2 separate regions of the Ovis aries genome follow, and region 1 is linked to region 2. Evidence: chromatin contacts called from public Hi-C data. All regions are on one chromosome and are shown on one strand. The core of a region is the stretch at or near the end of the contact, and the rest is flanking DNA. Distances in the headings are between cores, read along the strand shown.

Region 1 (6,672 bases), core at 314-2,813, 69 kb after region 2:
AGAATGACTAATTGCTATACACAATGCCATGGATGAATCTCAACATCAATGTGCTGGATGAAGGAGATCCCACGAATTCTGTCCTCAAAAAAGCAAACTAAGCTGTAGTGACAGAAATCAGATTGGGATAACTGGTAGCAAGATGGCTCAGGGAGATGTGAAAGGGATCATGAGAGGCGTGAATCAGCCTAGGGAGGGGGTGATGGATATGTCTGTTATCTTGAACTTGGCTCTGATTTTCTGAGTATGATGTGTCAAAACTTTGGATACTTTAAATATGCCCAAAGAAGTGTTAAGAAAGGAAGAAATATTCTTCCTATGATATTTTGACTTCAAAGTGCAGAAGTAATTTAATTCTACCTTGAAGGCTGCATGCTTGGACAATCCAGGAAAATACCTGGAGTGGCTGTCTTGCACTGTCTCTGATTCCTGTGGTCTTTCTGAAACCTCAGAATTAATTCAGCCTCTCAGTAACACTGGAATGTGAGCTCTGTGAAAACAAAGACTTTTCTCTCCACTATTGTAGCCTCAGAGCCTAGAACAATACCTGGCACAAGTAAAGACTCAGTAAATATTTATGGAATGAATGACTGAATATACTTGAAAATACATTCACGCTTCGATGGCTTCCTTTTTGATAACTTCTCTGGAAAAGCAAATGTCTTATTTCAACCTCGGAAAACTCTTTGATTAATGAGACTATTAGCACAATAGTTTTACTTCTTAAAAGCATTGGAATTTAATTTTTTAGTGTATCATCTTGCAATTACTTCCAATACATTTTTGGTTTGCAAGGGAAAATATTTTTGCCTGCTTTTAACTTGGATAGTCATTGAACTTCATATTCAAATGAACTTGGGAAATTTGAATTCTAATCATCTCTCTCAAGAGTTGACTCATTGGAAAAGACTCTGATGCTGGGAGGGATTGGGGGCAGGAGGAGAAGGGGACGTCAGAGGATAAGATGGCTGGATGGCATCACCGACTCGAGGGACGTGAGTTTGAGTGAACTCCTGGAGCTAGTGATGGACAGGGAGGCCTGGCGTGCTGCAATTCATGGGGTCGCAAAGAGTCGGACACGACTGAGTAACTGAACTGAATCATCTCTCTGCTAAGTGTCTTCCTTAAAGGGATAGAGTCATTCCTTCAGAAGGGAAATAGGAAATCTGTATTTCTACAGTTTGTTAAGAATGGATTTGGGAAATGCTTCATGTTATGACAAAATGCTTTCTTTTTCAGTGGGAGGTAAAAATGTGTGGCTTTTCCTCCACTTGACACTGGAAGCAATTAAATGATGAATATAAATGTCACATCTCTAAAGCAGGTTTCCAGCTACCTTACAAACTATAATTTGTCAGCTCTCCCTGCATCTGTGTGATGCTGGTGAGGTGGGGTCCATTTTTCAGAGGGTCCAGCGGTATTTCCAGGCTCGCTGTGTTAGTCTCCAGCCAGGAGTGGAATCCTCCGGCCTTGGGAAGGAGAGCCCTTCACGGGCAGGCTCCGACTGTTTGCTTCTTCATGATAACATTGTGGTAGCAGAGGGCCGTGTCCTAAGACTGGAAAGAAAAAAAGCCAGAACAAATTCTTCTCCTCTGTCTGTGCTTGTGTGGTTGCCAGGACTGCCGAAGTCAGGAGTGGTTCACATTTCCCAGTGGAGGGAAGTTGTTTCCTCTTGCTGCTGGGAAAAAACTCCAGGCAGGGGTCAGGAAACCTGGCTGTTTCCAGCGGCATGAGGTTGGAAAAGCCAGGCGGCTTCTTTGCGTGTCGGGCTTCCCGCCTGCGCAGTGTGGGGTTTGTCCTGGTGTTTGTCGTTTAGTGGCTGAGTCTTGTCCGATTCTTTGCGACCTCATGGACCGTAGCCTGCCAGGCCCCTCTGTCCATGGGATTCCCTAGGCGAGAACACTGGAGTGGGTTGCCATTTCCTACTCCAGGGGATTTTCCCGATCCAGGGATTGAACCCACATCTCCTGCATTGGCAGGTGGATTCTTTACCACCGAGCCACCAGGGGATGGTTTGAGCTTAAGTTCGCTTCAAGATTGCTGGGTTCTTTGTGAATTGTTTTCCTCCGCCTTTCCCTGAGTTATGAGTTGTGTTCTATGCATAGCTGGGAATAGGAGGGCAAGACTGGTACTTGCTGCCATGCGGACCTAACCCACTGCAGAGCTGCCTGTTATTCAGGATTTATCTAGAGAGTTCATGGGGTACCGATTCTGTTTCCTTCCCAGGCCCCTCTGTTGGGCAAAAATCACGGGTTTTCACTTACCTTGTATGAACCCACTGGAACAGAATACAGTACCTCCTGGGATGGAAGGCCTCGTGTCGGAACTTGGTGATGCAGTTACCAACTTTTGAGGCCAAGCTCTCTTAAATATATTTCATTATTTTGATATATAAACTCTTATTGAGTGTATCAGTATACAATTACATTTACTATTTCCTATCATTACAGCAAATATATTCTTTCTAGAAGAACTCTATAGGATATAGATTTTTATTTCCTGAGATGGAAAATGATGAAAGTTCAGAGAGGTGAATGGGTGTACGTGTTCAGCCATTCAGTCGTGTCCGGCTCCTTTGTAGCCCTCCAGACTCCTCTGTCCATGAAATTTCCCAGGCAAGAATACTGGAGTTGGTTGCCATTTCCTACTCCAGGGTATCTTTCCCACCCAGGGACTGAATCCGAATCACTTGTGTCTCCTGCATTGGCAGGCGGATTCTTTACCACTGGTGCCACCTGGAAAGCCCCGAGTATACAAATGGCTCTGCAGTTCAGTGAGTTTTCACAAAGTGAACACACCCCTGCAACTGCCACGAAGGTCAGTGAGGATTGTGTTACCGTCACGCATGTTCCAATCTCTACCACACCCTTCCTTCCTAAGATAACTACTAGCCTGACTTCTCACACCTGCAAAGGAGTTTGGCCAGTACTTGGATTTGAACTCATGTTGGTCTGTGCCCAGAAAACACGCTCTTTCTGCTGCTCCTGGATTCAGGTTTTTCAGGGGAAATGAATGTATTTCTCTGTTGTTTGGGAACTCAGTACTTGGCCCCACCCTTGGTAGGTGGGTCGTTTTATAATAATTGAATTAAACTTGCTTTTTTCTCTGGGTGAAGGGTCCCAGGAAGGCCTGGTTGTAGCTCCTTTTGATTAGAAAGGATTCTGGAAAAGTCTCTTGAATCTTCTTTGTGCTACTGCCTTGACCCTTGTGAACTGGCTTGGGAAGGGGAACAGATAATAGAGGGAAAAGGTCTAACTCCATTCTAGTACTTCAGCTCATAAGGGAGTTTTTTCTTAAACATTTGCTTTGTGCACCATCTTCTTGGTCTGGAAAGGGTTATGGTTGAACCCAGGGACGGAAAAATCATTTCTGTGTGGTAAGATCTTTGCTTGCAAATAATGAAGAGAACTAAAGTTGTGGAATGCTTTACTGTATCTGGCTCAGCATCCTGCTTTCCCTTGCTACCAGATGAATGTTTATTATCCCTTCTTAATATTCCTGAGGTTGATCTAGTCTTCATGAGTTATTTTAATGTGAATTTGTGAATTTCAACATCATTTGGTATCAGAATATACATCTTCCCAGTTTTATTACATTTGCTTGAAAATCATCCTTGTGAATTTATGTCTGTTTTTGATGGGCTCCTAAACCATTCAGTTCAGTTCTGTTCAGTCACTCAGTTGTGTCTGACTCTTCGTGACCCATGGACTATAGCATGCCGGGCTTCCCTGTCCATCACCAACTCCTGGAGCTTGCTCAGACTCATGTCCAGCGAGTTGATGATGCCATCCAACCATCTCATCCTCTGTCGTCCCCTTCTCCTCCTGCCTTCAATCTTTCCCAGCATCAGGGTCTTTTTCAGTGAGTCAGTTCTTCTCATCAGGTGGCCAAAGTATTGGAGTTTCCTGCTTCAGCCTCAGTACTTCCAATGAATATTCAGGACTGATTTCCTTTAGGATGGACTGGTTGGATCTCCTTGCAGTCTGAGGGACTCTCAAGAGTCTTCTCTAACACCACAACCACAGTTTGAAAGCATCAATTCTTCAGTGCTCAGCTTTCTTTATGGTCCAACTCTCACATCCATACACAACTACTGGAAAAAACCATAGCTTTGACTAGATGGACCTTTGTTGGCATAGTAATGTCTCTGCTTTTTAATATGCTGTCTAGGTTGGTCATAGCTTTTCTTCCAAGGTGTTTAATGTTCTCAGTTTAGTTCATTTCAACTAACAGTTAAGTGAACCTCTTGATGGCCAAGAGTTTGGGTGCTCGAGGTTACAATGAATTGGAGAAACAGATACATGTAATTTTAATGTTATGATGACATGTTAGCATAGGGCACTGGAGAACACAGGCAGTAGAGCAGTGAATTGTGTTGGGCATTGGGGTGGGGTGGATGGAGCAAGACTATGCTAATGACATTAGAGCTCAGCCATGTCAGATAATTTGTGTCCAGATAGACCATAGGAGGGAGCAAAGGCTTGCAGGCAGAGGAAAGAGAAAGAAATCTGGCCTGAAAATTCAGGATTTAATTGTGGGAAGGGAGCAGTCTGGTGTGGTTTAGCACATGATGGACATGCAATGTGGCTGGAGATGATCCAGAAAGGAACTGTTAAGCTAGAGCTTAGCATGTGCGGCACCTGGAATGCTGTATTCAGGAGACTTGATGTGATTAGACAGTAGGGAGTAGGCGTGGGGCGGAGGAGCAAGACTTGTTTAAACGGCTTTATTTATTTATCTGTGGCTGCGCTGGGTCTTTGTTGCTGCGCCCAGGCTTTCTCTTACTGCAGACAGTCAGGGTTGCTCTTTAGTTGGGGTGCATGGAGTTCTCATTGCCGCAGCGTCTCTTGTTGTGGAGTACAGGCTCTAGGGCATGTGGGCTTCAGTAGCTGTGGGCTTAGTTGCCCCAGGGAAGGTGGGATCTTCCCGAACCAGAGATTGAACCCTGTGGCTTTTAAGTCAAGAAACATTCATTCATTGTGTGTTCATTCAACGCTGGCAACAGTCGCAGCTAGTGGTGAATGAAACACACCTGGCCATCCTTACTCTCATGGGGCTTTCCGGCTTGGAAGGGAGACAGTGGTTAATCAGGTGATCACATACCTGTATATGTACAAGCTGATGAATGTTCTTAATGGCATGCATGCGTGTGTGTGTGTACATTGCTGGTTTACACTGTAGGATGATCCTCTGTAGGAGGCCATGGAGTGAACAGGAGAAGGTGGAAACTGAAGCCTCAGGCATCAGCAGGGAGGATCCTGAGCAGCGCATTGGGACTGCTGACGCCTAAGGAGTAGAGGGAGGAAGATAGGCTGAGCAAGAGCCTTGGAAGAACTGACCAGAGAGCTGGGAAGGAAACAAGGAGAATGGAAGCCAAGGAACAAAGTGTTTCAGGAAGGGAGTGGTTGGCAATAGGATGATTTATATTTTAGGAAGATCACTGTGTAAACAGGATGGTTTGTGAAGAGGAGGATCTGAGTGCAGGACCTTACAGGTCCGTGGTTCCCAGCTCTGGCTGCACGTTGGAGTGACACCTGCCATGTGTATCTCTTATCAATGAAATTAGAATATCCAGGGGTGGGGCCAGTTACTCCCCAGGTGATTCCATCATGCTGCCCGAGTTGAGAAGGACTGCCGTGGTCCAGAAGAGGAAAGATGAAGGGCTGAGAGCCGTGGGTGTGCAAGTGAGGAGCAGGGATGTGCTGGGGGGGAGGTGGACCAGATAGGACTTTGTGGCTAATCGCATGTGGGGGGTGAAGGAGAGAAAGTCAGCTGAGTGCATGCACAATGATCTGATGCTCGGTGTGTTTTTTTGGTTCCAGATACTCCTTTTTTGTAGCAATGGGCTACCTTACAGTCTGCCACATCAGTCGAATCTACATCTTCCACTACGGAATTCTCACTACAGATTTTTCTGGGTGAGTATCCTCATTTGCGTTGGGGTGGTTGGGTGGCTGACTTTGACTCAGTCCCCTGGGTTCTGGAAAGATCGAGAACACAGGTATGAGTCATCAGTGACGTGGTTAAGTCATTTGGTAAGACGGTGCATGTGAGGTTGAGGGCGGTGATTTGATTGCTCCGTAGGATGGTGAGCTCTGCCATTGTCGTAAGGTAGGGTCGCCAGCCACATGCTGTGGGCTCTGTCTGGGCTGCCACTTGTTTCTGTAGTTATATTGGAACATGCCCAGGCACTTACTCATGTATTTGTTATCTGCGGCTGCTTTTTGCGCTACGGTGGTAGCACTGAGTAGTTATGACAGAAACCATACGACCTTACAGAAGCCAAAATATTTCCTATCATGCTCTGTACAGAAAAGTCTGCCAACCCCTATTCTAAGGTCCCAAACACAGAGTTGGTGTTTTATCTCTTACAGTTAATAACACAAAATTTTTCCATAGGAGCTGATAAACATTGGGCTGGCCAAAAAGTTCGTTCGGGTTTTTCCATGCGCTGTTACGGAAAAGCCAGATGAGCTTTTTGGCCAGTCCAACAGCTGCTCCGTGAGCCCCATTGAGTGCCCCCTGGCTGCTCTGGCCTTCTTCCCAGGTCCCCTCTGCAGCTCCCCCAGGCTGCTGGCAACCAGAAGGGTACTGTCTGGCATAGCAGGGGTCTCCATCCTCCTTGTAAAATTGTGTCTGTCACCGTGGCCTTCACCCGGGGGGCCACCCCCT
Region 2 (6,529 bases), core at 2,411-4,910:
TTTGTATTTCTCATAACTGGTTTCTCTCAGAGGCTGGCATATTATTTTGGATTCTTTTGTCTTTACAGCATCTCCCTGATGTAAGTACAGAGATTAGCAGGCTGAGAGGATTTGTGTTGATTTATTTTGAATGACTAAATGATACCACTATTCTCAGAGGAAAATGCTATGTTATGAAATAGAGAAAAATCTGGCATGTGTTCAGTTATATTAACTTCTTAATTTTCTGAACATGTACAAATATGAAAATAATGTTTAACTGTGATTGCAACTCAGAAAATAAGTTAGGCAGGTAGGTGGCAATAGATGCTCCAAGCCAATGTAGGATGGTGGAGCTAAAAACATGAAGTGAAGCACTGATTGCAAAATATAAATTCCCTACAATTTCGTGTGGATGATGCTTAAGGAAACAGCTTAAAAAGCAAGAGTGGTACCCATCGTGGGTCACTTTAGACCATTCTCCCGATTCGATCTCAAATATTAAGGCATGGAATTTAATGCCCTCGGCAGGCAACAATTTCTGCTGTTTTCCTGAAGGTGGACTCCTAGTATAATAAAAGATTCCTGTGTGATTAAAAAAGAACAATGGAATAGCTAAGTTTGAATCCTACTTTTGCAGGTTACTAGGTGGATAAGCTAGCTGCAAGTTACCAGAAACTTCATATTTTCATGAACAAAAATGGAGATGATGATGACATAATAAAAGTGGTAACACCTGCCTTTTCAACCTCCTAGAGTTGGTGGGAGGATCAAAGGGGATGATATAAATGAATGTTCTCTGTGAATACAGAATATACACAAATATGTGGTATTATTAGCATGGCAATTTATTTTTATGTGGGTTATGTCATTTTAGATGGTTTAGTTAGTTTTCGTGATAATTATTTTTTATGGAATCATAAGAGTCTATCTTCTTGGGGGAGTTATACCTTCATAAATTTTGAGGGTGATTTTAATTTTGTTGTTTATGTTTGGCTGGGTCTGTGTTGGCATGAGACTGGTGTTGGATTTTCATCAGTCAATAGCATCCAGCTGCCTTCCTGAAACATGCCAGATTCTTTTTCAGGTCTTTTTTGTCTGGCCTTTAATTTTAGAGCAGTCATCAGGATAAGTGCTGGGTCTTCTGGATGACTTCACATTCTGAGCATAGCTTCATAAAGGAGATTAAAAACTTGACCTTGATATAAAGCCTCATTTTACTGCAGATAGAAGACAGGTGAGACAAAGCGCCTGTAGCATCACCCCAGCCACCTCATTTTTGAACAGTAAATGCAGTGTTTTGTCCATAGGAATGACAAGCCTGCGGGTATATGAGTAGGCCTCCTGATAGAGAAATGTTTTAAGAGGCAAATGGCAAATGACTGAGAGCCCAGGCTCTGAAATCAGACAGACATGTTTTATTCAACCTCCCTTAACACAATCAAGACACTTAAGCTCCCCCAACTTCAGTTTTCTCATTCGTAAAATAGAGATTATAATAACTACCACATGGGCTATTGTTACTGGTAAATGAGAGAGCTTTTGTAGAGATATAACTAACATATAATAATTATGATGATGAATGTATGATTCACAGAGGATGGAAACAAAGGGGAAGGAAAAAAGAGTGATAAGTCCATGGTGCGTCTTAGAATCATAGCCCATCCTCCAGAACCCAACTGACTTAACCTGTAGTATAACTGGGGCTTCCCCGGTGCCTCAGAAGGTAAAGAATCTGCCTGCAATGCAGGAGACGCGGGTTCAATCCCTGGGTCAGGAAGATCCCTTGGAGAAGGGCATGGCAACCCACTCTAGTATTCTGGCCTGGTGAATCCCACAGACAGAGGAGCCTGGTGAGCTACAGTCCATGGGGTCCTAAAGAGTTCGACACGGCTGAGCGACCACCACCACCAACAGTGTAACTGATACCTTCTCTTGATGCTGCATTTCTTACAAGTTCTTTGAGGATTAATTGTACTACAGTTATCAGTGAGTGAGTGAGTGAGTGAAGTCGCTCAGTTGTGTCTGACTCTTTGAGACCCCATGGACTGTAGCCTACCAGGCTCCTCAGTCCATGGGATTTTCCAGGCAAGAGTACTGGAGTGGGTTGCCATTTTCTTCTTCAGGGGATCTTCCTGACCCAGGGATTGAACCTGGGTCTTCCACATTGTAGGCAGACGCTTTACCGTCTGAGCTACCAGGGAAGCCTTACAGCTATCAGTAGGACAGGATTATTAAGATTTAAGTTCTGTGATGTTTTGTTTTCAAGATCTAAGCATAGTTCCTGCCTTTTTAAGGGTAAATTTTAGACTAGATGATAATCTGTGTTTTGTTGAGAAGAAAATCCAGGTAGGGCTAATCTCTGTTTTTAAACCTATGCCAATGTGAGGACTATTTTTTGAAGTCTGAAGAATATAGCTTTGCGGAGAACTATGAGTGGTCTGAGGGTTTTCTTCATAAACACCGCCTAAACTGGCCTATGTTTGCTTTCTAGCAGTTGACATTTAAGAGATTTTTTTTTTTTTTTGAGGTTTCAGACTCTTTCTGCCCTCAAATACCTCATGTAAGCTGTCATCTTGCTGAAGATAAAAGGAACATTGTTTCAATTCTGGTCAGTTTCTAGAACTGTGTGATATTTAATAAGCCTGTTTAGCCTCACTGGGGCTTCACAGGTGGCATTAATAGTAAAGAATCCGCCTGCAATGCAGGAGGCTTGGGTTCAGTCCCTGGGCTGGGAAGATCCCCTGGAGGAGGGCATGGCAACCCACTCCAGTATTCTTCACCTGGAGAATCCCAAGGACAGAGGAGCCTGGTGGGCTACAGTCTATAGGGCTGTGAAGAGTTGGACACAACTGAAGCGACTTTAACACGCATACACACAGCCTCACTGATCCTCAAGCATATGCCTGTGTCTGTGAGTGTGTGCACTGTGTGAGTAAAGGAGAGTGGTGATGATAGTGGCCTCCTATAAAATCTTCATGGGACCAGGAGTGGTGGTCGGGACTTTTTTTTTTGCTCCTCAGTAGAGGACAAAAGTTGAGAAACTCTGGCCTGACCATCTAAAATTCCGTGCAGCTTTTTGGTGATGAAACTCTTCCAGAAGGCCAGGGTGAGGCTGAGCCTTGGAGGGAAAGGTGTTAGGAGTGTCTGACAGGCCTTCAGTTGGATTTGAAGCTGAAGGTCACATTGAGGACAATTAGTTCTGTTCTAGAGGGACTGCCCCCTGTTTGGTTGGTTTCTCCACCAGCTAATCCTTGGCTGGGTTGCTCAGTGTCCGTTCCCAGGTAAACTTCCAATGCAAAGTATTGAGCTTGGTTACCTGGTGAAGCCTGGGGATTGACACCAACTCATTTTTTTTTTCTACCCATTTGATTTCAACACTGCTTTCCTGAAAGTCTTCTTCATCAGCAAGCATTACAGCAGTTCCTGGAAAGAGCAAGACTTTTATGATTCTCAAAATCTCTGTATCAACTGAAAAAGTTTCCCAAGGACCAGTGAAACACTTCTGGGGACAAAGAAGTGAAGGGGCCAGGTAACCCGTTTTTAGAACCGGTGCTGGCAAGAAAGTGATCAGAAAGCACACAGTACCGCAGTAGCATCGTTTCTTACGGGAGTGAAAAGAATTTACAGTCCGCGGGGGGGCCGGACATCCGATGTCAGAAGCGAGCAGTTCTAGTGTCTGAGATTCTGTGACACGAACCAAGGGTGTAGGAAGCTATGCGTGTCCGCAGGAATGTAAGGAGAGCGAGAGAAGGGGGTGAGTGATGGGGCGCTGGCTGGGAGCATCGGGGTGTCCTTGGGTTTCCAGCCCCCGAGCAGATGAACTCTTGGCCGCAGGGAAAGCGCAGGAAACCTTCACCCGAGCGGGAACCGGGAGGGTGGGGGTGCTGAGACTGCGGCGGAACCAAAACAGGGTGTGGCCAGGGCGCTCCCGAGTGCTAGGCGCCCGCCTTGGTGACCCGGGAGGAGGTCGTTTTCGGGTGGCGGGGAGAGAGGACGGGGAGCTCCGGAGAAGGAAGAGCATTGGCTCCTCCCGCCCCACCCCCGCCCGGGGCTGCGCAACGCCGGGCGCAGGGCAAGGCGGCGGCGCCCGTGGCGGCGCTCTCCCCCCCGCGCGGCCGGGGCAGGGCGGGCCGGGTGGCGCTCGGGGGCCGGGCTCTGGTCCCCACTCAACCCTCCCTCCCTCCGCCTCCCGGGCCGGGCGGCCGGGCCAATGAGCGGCGAGAGGAGGGGAGCGGGAAGCCGAGCGCGCTGGGCCGCGGCCCTCCTACCGCGCCCGTAGCCGCAGCGCCGAACGCCAAGTTTTGCGCCCCGAGACTTTGCGCCGCGTCTCGTCCTCTGGCTCGCAGCTCGGTCCCGCGGGAGCCCGGCGGCCGCGCGCTGCCCTCGGGACGGCCGCCCGCGCGCACTCGGGCGGGAGGACGCCGAGCCGGGGGCCGGGGCTGGGGGCGGCTCCTCCCGAAGATGCAGGATGGCAGCGGAGCCGCGGTCCAGCCTGTCCTACCGCACCACGGGGTCCACCTGTCTGCACCCGCTCAGCGAGCTCCTGGGCATCCCGCTGGACCAGGTAACTGCGGGCGGGCGGCCAGGCCGCGCGCTGGGGCGTGAGCGCAGGCACCCTCCCCGAGCCGGAGCGGGAGGGAAGCCGGGGGAGGCGAGGAGGGGGATGTTATCTACCTCCGTCCCCGCCCCCATGCAGATTTCCCTGCTTCAGACTAGACAGGTGGAGTTTTGTTTGTTTGAGTTGATGTTTTTCTCCTGTACGTATGGGGGGGGGGGGGGTATACCCTGCACAGCAGATTCGAATAAACTTTGTTTTGGTCTTGTTTGAAGTTTGGGGTTGCCTCCTTTCCTGTAAGCCAGTTCTAAAGCCTTCTGATAAATGAAATCGTGTTCCGTCAGTGCACTCAAGTCTTCATTATTTTTAAGTTAGTTGAGCCTACTTAGAAAGTAAGCCTGAGTGATGTCTAAGCAGTAGCCTACCGTTTGGGGATAAGAGACCGGGGTGTTTCCGGCAGCGAGGCTTGGAAAATCGGGTTGACAGTTATTTTGTGCCCTGTGCGATCTCCATCCGCAAGGGAGGAGGGACACAGGATGCTGTGGTTTTCCGAGGGCCGTGGTTTATTCAGTCAGTCCGTTCTCGAGGGTCCAGGCTCCCTAGCAGGACAGGTTATTGGAAGAAGAGAGAGGCTGCTGCAGGTGTTTGGACTGAAACTGAAAATAGCAACAAACAGTAATTCCAGGTAAGAAATCTTTCTAAGCGTTAAGGCTCTTAACCCATTTTTTTGGTCTCTCTAGATGCTACAGGCTAGATCTGCCCTGTGTTTAGTAGTAAGCCAGTAAATACATAGTTGACCCTTGAATAAGACAAGTTTGAATTGCATGGATTCACTTATATGTGGATATTTTTCAATAGTAAGTACTACAGCGCTGTACCAGTACTGAAGCTGCTTAAATCTGCAGAGTCTAGGAACGGAGGATACAAGGGGCTGTCTGTAAATTATAGGCAGATGAACACCTATGTGGTTGAAGGGACAGCTGTATGTTATTTAAATGGAATTGGGTAAGGCATTCTGGAGGAGGGCCCGCATACTCCTGTTTCCTGCTGAGTTTTCATCCAGTTTTCTTCCTCTGCCTGTTCCCTAGTGAACTTTAAAAATTCTTTCCTTCACACAAGAGCATACCTGCTGCACTGTCCACTCCCATTCCTTCAGCAATGAGGAAGTGAAAGCTGGATGTTTGCTTTACTCAGATGCTGTTTTCTGAGCTGCCCTCTACCTGGCCCCCTTTGAGGCTTTGATTCAGAACTCCACCTGATCCGACAGTTGCCTCTCATCAGTTGTGAAATCCCAAAGGTCAGGAGGGGTTTTTTTCAGCTGCCCGTGCCTGTTCTTGTAGTGAGGATGTAGTGATTGCCAGGGACCTGCAAAGGCAGCAATAATAGCAAATTCTCTAGCCCTGAAATGAAATCTAACTCAGAGCCGAATTTCCTTTCTGGGGAGTTTGTTTCATACTTAACCCCTCTACCCTCCATCACAATTTATTTTAATTGCACTTTCCATTTGCAGCAGTACAGCACAATCCAGGGTTTTTTTTTGTTTGTTTGTTTTTGTTTTTGTTTTTTGTATGGAAAGAGATAGATTGTTAATAGATCCTGGAGATTGATGGCTAAGAGGCACCTAAGATGGATGTTATTAAGTGCCCTGTAACTGCCTCCACCATCATCTTGAGTCTCCTGGATTTCTGACAAAGGAATCCTGGTTTTAATTTATAAGAAAGAATGAAAGATGGAGAGGGGAGGGATTTGGGGGTACACGGAAGGAGAAATGTGGGCTCTAGACAAGAAAGGCACACCTGTGATCTTAGATCTTAGGGAGGCCTGCTGCCCTTCAGCTGGGGTCCAATCACAGTGATTCTTGGTGGAAGACACCCGTAAAGGGCAATACCCCAGCTGGCTTATTTAGGCCGAGGGAGAATCCCAAACCATAAACAATGTGGTTTGAGGCGAAACCGTGGCTTGAGGGTTTGGAAGCTTGATGTGTTTTTCTCC

The links. A called contact is a pair of places that touch in the nucleus more often than the background predicts.
Region 1: a Hi-C map of tail adipose tissue shows a contact between it and region 2, with 2.1 times the contacts expected there. The contact joins the enhancer-like site here to the promoter of MBOAT1 in region 2. A contact is called at or near these places in 3 of 16 Hi-C or Micro-C datasets (blood, skin fibroblasts and tail adipose tissue).

The regions. Positions count from the first base shown.
Region 1 is chr20:37,053,133-37,059,804 of ARS-UI_Ramb_v3.0, forward strand. It overlaps MBOAT1 (membrane bound O-acyltransferase domain containing 1), which reads left to right. Exons shown (of 13, transcript XM_060403771.1): 4 at 5,823-5,918. Among named protein-coding and RNA genes, the nearest start is that of MBOAT1, 71 kb to the left of the region's middle. Within about 2 kb of position 1,564, at least 7 of the 54 cell types and tissues checked have an H3K27ac peak or open chromatin away from gene starts, as enhancers often do. A contact at or near this core is called in tail adipose tissue, where this site is marked.
Region 2 is chr20:36,981,892-36,988,420 of ARS-UI_Ramb_v3.0, forward strand. It overlaps MBOAT1 (membrane bound O-acyltransferase domain containing 1), which reads left to right and starts at 3,661. Exons shown (of 13, transcript XM_060403771.1): 1 at 3,661-3,736.